Regions from separate parts of the Hordeum vulgare genome. Here region 2 is linked to region 1. Evidence: chromatin contacts called from public Hi-C data. All regions are on one chromosome and are shown on one strand. Each heading gives the region's core, a stretch centred on a gene start, on an enhancer-like site or on the middle of the called end of the contact. The rest is flanking DNA. Distances are from core to core; before and after follow the strand shown. Region 1 overlaps LOC123428060. Region 2 overlaps LOC123428101 (ferrochelatase-2, chloroplastic).

Region 1 (3,488 bases), core at 416-2,915:
GGGGTATAGAAGCCACCACCGTCGGCTACACGATATTTGGTGACATATTTTTCAGATTGATTCAACAGCAACTACTACAGCTCCGGGGTATAGAAGCGGCGGCACCGACGTGTCAACAGCTCATTCTAGTATCAGATCCTTTCGTCAAAAAAATATTCATAATCCGTGTTACATCGCGAATTGATATAATCACAATTTGCAGCATGTTTGACTTCAAGTACAAGAAAAGCACTCCAGCTTGGACGTAAGGTATTCCTGGGGGCATTCATGCATCACACCAAGCTGGCAAAGTACTCTTTTCATCAACAGGATCAAAACCAACTGAACAGGAAACACCCTGAATGAAAAGAGGAATTAAATGGAGAACCAGCAAATCTGATAACCCAAGAAACAAAAGAACATTTTGAGCATACCTGAGATCTTCATTGACCACCACCGTCCAGCAGCATCCGGCCAGGACCGAAGTCATAGCCCTCAGCATTCTGAAATTCTGCAGGACAGGTTGTGATACAGTACAGTACAAGACCAAGAAGAAAGACCAAGAGCAAGAGCAGTACAGTACAACACAGGCCTGCGAAATTCCGAACAAGCAAATATGATTCAGACAAAAAATAATAAGGGCCACCTTATGCTAACCTGACACTTCACAGGACCACCACCGAAGCAGCAGCATTCCACGCTAAGACTCCGCTTGAAATCCGTGTATTTTTCTACACCGGTATTTAATTTACAGGAGGTTTGTATCTTTTACAGGTGTAAAGCGATGAAAAACAACAATCCAATCAGGGCCTAAGATGTGTCCTCAGTGTTTTAAAGATCCTCAGGACAGATTGTGGAACATCATCAGGTATACCCTGCATATAGAACATGAACAAGATAAGTACATGCCTGTAAACTCAAGAACCAGCAAATCTGATTCAAAAAAGAAAAACAAGGGCTGGCTTATGCTAACATGGGATCTCAGATATCGGACAAAAAAAACAAAAGGATCCAAACAGAACTTCCACAAAGTCCAAACCATGTACTACGTCACCCTGGTTGGAATTTTACATCAATGATTCCAACCAAACACCATGCAGAAAGTCTACACACAAAAAAAGCAGCACAACTGACACCAGATCATTTCAAAGAGCACAAGCTATACCACAGATCAACATAGAAGTACAATAATCAACAAGATACAAAACAGGTAAGAACATAAACTGAACACATGGTACCATCATCCAACAACATAAAAAATCATTCAACAATCTCAAAATAACTGACAGATAACAAAGCAACTGAATGAAAAAATGATTTTCTTTTCTAGATGTGGACTTTGTACACAGAGGGAGCTTATGTCATATGTTACAGAAGCCCTGCCTATGTTAGCAACACTGATTCTACAGGGGCATATCAAGCAACGCATGTTTGCAGCTAGCAGCAATCTTGCGGTAAAGCTTGAAACCTAACCTGCTCTAGGGCCAGTGAGATTTATCTCTACTGGCATGTCTCAAAATGGAAATGCCCATGCGCATGTATTTATATCTATGAGAAAGACAGTATCCTGTTAAGCACTAAAGCAAGTATTGCAATCCCAGAAAGAAACCATCCAGCTGCAGCCTTGTGGAAGTCTAGTTATATAATCAGACCGAATGTGTTCTGCACAATTGCAGTAGACTATGGACCTGAGGCAGTCTTTCTTTGTTCCATAATCTGAACCGCCCAACAGAGCGCCATCTGATGATCTGATTGGCCTGCCGTCAATGGCCTATTGTTGCAACATGCCATCCAAACGCCTACCCATTTCACGAGGAATCCTCTCGTTGTGTCAATAGCAATTCCTTCTCCTTAACAAAACCCACCAAGGGTGTACATCTTTCAATAGGTGACGCACACGCAAAGATGAAGATAGCAATGCATTGTCTTCAGACTTCTCGCCTAGAACCATTAGATGAATTCGGCCTCCTGGCCACTCCAAACTGTAAACTTTCTCTAGATCTATCACCAGAGCGTCCCAGGTCATCCAAATTCCGGTAACTGGCATTTCTTGGAACAGAGTTAGCACGCTCTTCCTCATCGGCCTTCATGCCAACCCTGGGGTCCTGAAGCATGTCCAGATGCCTAGGTCTTGGTCCACCTGTCCTCAAGTTCCTAATGTTGTTTGAAGAATTCCTTCCTGGAGTGTTGGAAGAGATCTTCATGGCCAGAAAGTCCTTGGGGATGCTATCCAAGTCCATGAAGCATTTCCTGGCCTTTGCGTCTGCTACCAGCGCCGCCCAGTCCTCTGACTGCATGAGAGCACTGGCATTACCAACAACCTAGAAAACGACGAATAACTATTAGTACAGTAGCATTTGATCAGAGCATGTTTGAAGTAGTAGTACAGTGGTCCTGATGCATTTTTTTAAGGAGGACAGACCATACCCATAGAGCTCTCCTAGCTCGAGTAAGAGCAACATTCATGCGCCGTATATCTGCAACAAAACCCACACCATGATTTGAAGCACGGACACATGACATGATAATCACATCACGCTCCTGGCCTTGAAAAGCATCTACTGTATTTATGTAGATATCTTTCCCTTCCTCAGTATTCATGACCTCCTCAAATTCCCGCTGAAGACACTTCAACTGCAACTTATATGGAGTGATTATACCAACAGATGCCTTCTTACCACCATTAACTTTCACAAGTTTCTGAAGATGCTCATATAAACGCAATGCAAACTGAGCTTCATGAACATTCTGGTATGAAGATGATCCCCCTCTATGAGACTCACGACCATGTGAGATGTCATAAAAAATGTAAGGTGCCATTAATGCATCTTTGTAATACACCTCATCAGGCAGTTTGACAACGCTTTCACTGTCTGTAAGGCAGCCTTGATAGAAGTATCGTGATGGAAACTCTCGGATCTGGGGATGCATCCGATATTGCACTGACAACAAAATGGTAGGGCAACCAGCCTGCTGAAACCTCTCAAAAAGGCTCCTGCTATAGAGTAAAGTTCCAGCCGCTTTACTAATAACAGTGGCAGGGAGCTGCTGCGGATCACCTACCAAGACACATCTAGCGGCACCAAGTGCAAGTGGAGGGAGGACTCCTACTTCACTGGCCTGAGCTGCCTCATCGATAACAACCATATCAAAACCATGACTAAGGCGAGAAAATAACTTGCGCCCACTGCTTGACACTGTTGTAAAAACAATTTCTGCTTCGTTGGCAAAACTGGCTTCCAGACTAGACCTAGCATCTTCCAGATTGAAGTTACTGCCAACACGGAACCTGCTTTCTAATATCAGCAGCCTTGACATCTCTACAAGTACTTTATCCCTGCTTTCCACAGAGGCAGCAAGTTTTTGAAGCAGAATGTCACGGTTACGATCCCTGTGAGCAAGCACATCAGGATCTACCCCAACTGAACCATGGGATCTACCAGCTGCTGCAACGATATTAAGTTCCCTCTGTAGAAGCCCTATCTCATGTGATAACTGCTGCTCGCGGC
Region 2 (3,847 bases), core at 604-3,103, 700 kb before region 1:
AATAATTGATGAAGATATATCTTAGATTATTCCTATTTTGCATCCATTTATTTTCTTAACTTCAGACAGATCCGTATAATTGATGAAGATATATCTTAGATTATTCCTATTTTGCATCCATTTATTTTCTTAGCCTTTTCAGTTTCTTTGTTCCGATGAATGAAGTATTATACCTGATGGGATATGAGATTTGCAGGTTATGATATTTTTCAGTGCTCATGGAGTTCCTCTGGCATACGTTGAAGAAGCTGGTGATCCGTATAAAGCAGAGATGGAAGAGTGCGTGGATCTTATCATGGAGGAGCTCGAAAAAAGAGGAATGGAAAATCCATGTACACTTGCTTATCAGGTCAATACATCACACGCTGATACCCTGTGTATTTTACGTAAGCAACTACAGTACTCCTTGGCTTTTGCAATCACCATCCAAATGCGGAGCCTATGTAGTGTATATCACTAGTATAACATCCATTTAGTGGTTGCTCCAGTCCAATTACAGCAGCAGATACATGATGGTTAGACTTATTTAAAGTGTTATCTGGCCCTCTAAACTAACATATTGGCATAAATTTCCAGAGCCGAGTGGGACCAGTGGAATGGCTGAAACCCTACACTGACGAGACAATTATTGCTCTTGGGCAGAGAGGGGTAAAGAGCCTTCTAGCAGTTCCCATAAGGTATACTTCTCTTAACTTGCTTTCTGCTGTCGTAATTAAAGTGATACTCTATATGCGTTATGCCCGTTATAAACTAGACTATTTGTTTGATAAGCATGATTGTTTATTCTGGTCTTCTCTCTTCAGTTTTGTCAGCGAACACATTGAGACATTGGAAGAAATCGACGTGGAGTACAAGGAGCTGGCTTTACAATCTGGTATAAAGCACTGGGGACGAGTTCCTGCTTTAGGTTGTGAGCCCACATTCATTTCAGATCTTGCGGATGCTGTTATTGAAAGCCTGCCTTATGTTGGCGCAATGGCAGTTTCCAACCTTGAGGCTCGGCAGGTAACAAGTATCACAGGACATGCAAAATGCATTTTATTTGTGTTTTATAGTTTAATCAATCATGTCACTTTCCAATATTCTAATATGCATGTGTTTTTTTCAACCTCGAGGTAAAACTTAAAACACAGGCTTGGTGATTCAGTGAGCTTATATGACTCAGAATATACTGGTGCAAATTGGAGCTGATTTTGTTTAACTAGTACTCCCTCCGTCCTACGTATAATATAAGATGTTACTACAACTAATATATGAGTACATTGGTTGTAAATAATAAAACATAAGAATATATGAGTAGCATTAAAACTTAAGAACAAATATTGAATTAAGGTCAGCAGAAAATAAGTAATGTTAAAATTGTTTAAACGCAAGTGACATGCAAAAACACGTCCTAGATGGAACACCCCTCATATGAAAATCTGACTGGTCAAAGCGCTGATCACTTGGACTTCCGTGGTCAGCGTAGTAGTGATTCATTGAACGATTTCCTAAATAATTGAACTTCCTGTAATGCTTAAATCTTTGAAGTAATAATAAAGCGCCCCTTTTTGAAAATAATAATTGAACTTCCAGTAGTTTGTAAATCTGAAGGAATTGGCGTTGAGTAGTGCAATTTTCAATTTAATCAAGAAGCAAACTTACACTCTTTCACAGTAGAATTTCCAGTGAAATATGGTGAATTATCTTTGCAGTCACTGGTGCCACTTGGAAGCGTGGAGGAGCTGCTAGCAGCGTACGACTCGAAGCGCGACATGCTGCCTCCTCCGGTGATTGTGTGGGAGTGGGGCTGGACGAAGAGTGCCGAGACATGGAATGGACGTGCTGCTATGCTGGCCGTGTTGGCTCTCCTGGTGCTGGAGGTAACAACCGGACAGGGGCTCTTGCACCAGTGGGGTATCTTGCCACCTCTCCCTTGATAAGCGGGGATGGATGGATGGATTTCAGGTCTCCCCTTGAGGGGATCTGATGGTAATTTTGGTTCATTTGGGAATGTCCTGATGCTATATATGATGATGGATCGATTTGCCTTACGCCAAGAAAGGAAAGTATGGACTGAATTTACCGGTGTAAATATGCTAGACTCAAGAGAGCTTTACAATAGGTAAACGTTTCTGGCCGGTGCGCCGGCCGAACCGTTCGGCCGGCCACGCAAATCGCTGATTAGGCATACAATTTTTTTCGTCTAAATTTGTTGCAACTAACGCTCATATTTGCTACAAGCGTTTTTTATTTGCTACATTTGTTCAGTAAAAAAGCTGCATATACGTTTGGTTGCAACTCCAGTTCGTCGGATTTTTCGTTACAATCGGTGTTTAATTACTTTGCTACAACCGTGTTAATTTTTGCTACAACCAACATCATTATTTGCTGCAATCGTTCAGTAAAAAAGTTGCATCCACGTTCGTGAGAGTTGCAACCAGAGTTTATCGGATTACTTTGTTATAACCTTTTTTTTGTTTTGTTATCACGCATCATCAACGTCGTTTTTTTTCTACGATCACGTTGATATTTTTCTGCTATAATCATATTTTCGTTGCAACCATATGAAAATTTATTGCATTGAAAAATATTTATTGCATGGATAGATCTAACAATACGAACGTGCGACAGCTGACGACCGAAACTTTCGGCCCGCGCAGAGCACAGTCGAATCGTTGGCTACAAGATCATGCGCAAGGCCTGGAGCCTCACCCTGCCAAACGTATTTATTTTCTTGAAAAGTGAGCGCCCCTGGTTTGTGCATGAGTGATGCACGCCCTTTAATAAACTCAAATGATTAAAGGAAAAATCTAATCTGTAATGTGCACACCGCTGCGTTTAGATGCGGCGGCTCTCCATCCACGTCTGATTTGTTTTTTCTTTTATTTTTTGAAGCCAAAGGTGATTTTTTAACATGTGATTAGGTGGTGTAATTTTTTCTATTTCACGGTACACACTGTGCTATAGCCAAAGGAAACACTTCCTCTCAGTAGGCTGATAGAAAGCATTTCTCAGACGCGCCGAACACCGTTGATTCCTATTTAATCCCACGGTCAATATTTCTGCTAATTTAATCTATCGTAATTAGCTCCTCGTAAATCTTGCTAGCTTACCTACCACGCGAGTAAATCCCGCCAACCGACGAGCCTATTCCCACGTCTCATCTCAAGGGTGCTCATCTCTAGGCTTGCCGAGCTCGGCTAACCTATCGCCGGTGCCTAGCCTTACCTCTGTCTCCTCTACAGGCGCAGCTACATCGTCTAGCACCCATCTGCTTCGTTGCCCCGGCGGTGCTCAGCTGCTCCACATTACGGCTGCAACGTCCCGCCCTCATCTTCGTCGCCCATGTTAGAGATCAACTAATCTCCATCGCCGGCCTGGTTCCTCACGAGAAACTTGCCACACCACCATCACTCCCACCATGCTCTTAAGCCGCTTCGGCTCAGCAAAGAATCCATCGCAGCGTACAAGGAAGCCGAGGGGAAGGTAGCACAATCATCTCGCTGGCGTGTTGGCCTCTTCTCCAACGCTGCTACGTCCATGGTGCTCCTAATCGACACTCTCCGCCCATCCGGCTCCTACTAGACTAGATGCGCTCCTCCTTGGAGATGCCCTTGTACACGTGAGTTGACATCATCTTTGATACTTCCTACCATCAACGCACCCGGGTCGTGCACCTGAGTGGGAATCTTGTGCTTCATTTGTTAAAGATCCTAATGCTTCCGGGTCTGTGTATGAAGTTTTCTATCGTCTATGTATGTGCTTCCTATGATTCAACAAATCACATATATTCTTCGGTGTCATATATGTCATTTTTCCGAACTTACGTGTAATATGCTTCCAAGTATCTAAATATTTGCTTCTT

What was found. Hi-C and Micro-C count contacts between places; a contact is called where the count stands out from the background.
Region 2: a Hi-C map of seedling shows a contact between it and region 1, with 4 times the contacts expected there. The contact joins two enhancer-like sites. A contact is called at or near these places in 2 of 6 Hi-C or Micro-C datasets (leaf and seedling).

The regions. Positions count from the first base shown.
Region 1 is chr1H:174,572,463-174,575,950 of MorexV3_pseudomolecules_assembly, reverse strand. It overlaps LOC123428060, which reads right to left. Exons shown (of 10, transcript XR_006622477.1): 7 at 2,407-3,488; 8 at 1,453-2,300; 9 at 414-854; 10 at 124-337. Among protein-coding and RNA genes, the nearest start is that of LOC123428060, 8.9 kb to the right of the region's middle. Within about 2 kb of position 1,665, at least 1 of the 3 cell types and tissues checked has open chromatin away from gene starts, as enhancers often do. A contact at or near this core is called in seedling, where this site is marked.
Region 2 is chr1H:175,267,632-175,271,478 of MorexV3_pseudomolecules_assembly, reverse strand. It overlaps LOC123428101 (ferrochelatase-2, chloroplastic), which reads left to right. Exons shown (of 9, transcript XM_045112284.1): 6 at 197-349; 7 at 577-677; 8 at 804-1,005; 9 at 1,695-2,239. The coding sequence ends at 1,919. Among protein-coding and RNA genes, the nearest start is that of LOC123428101, 19 kb to the left of the region's middle. Within about 2 kb of position 1,853, at least 2 of the 3 cell types and tissues checked have open chromatin away from gene starts, as enhancers often do. A contact at or near this core is called in seedling, where this site is marked.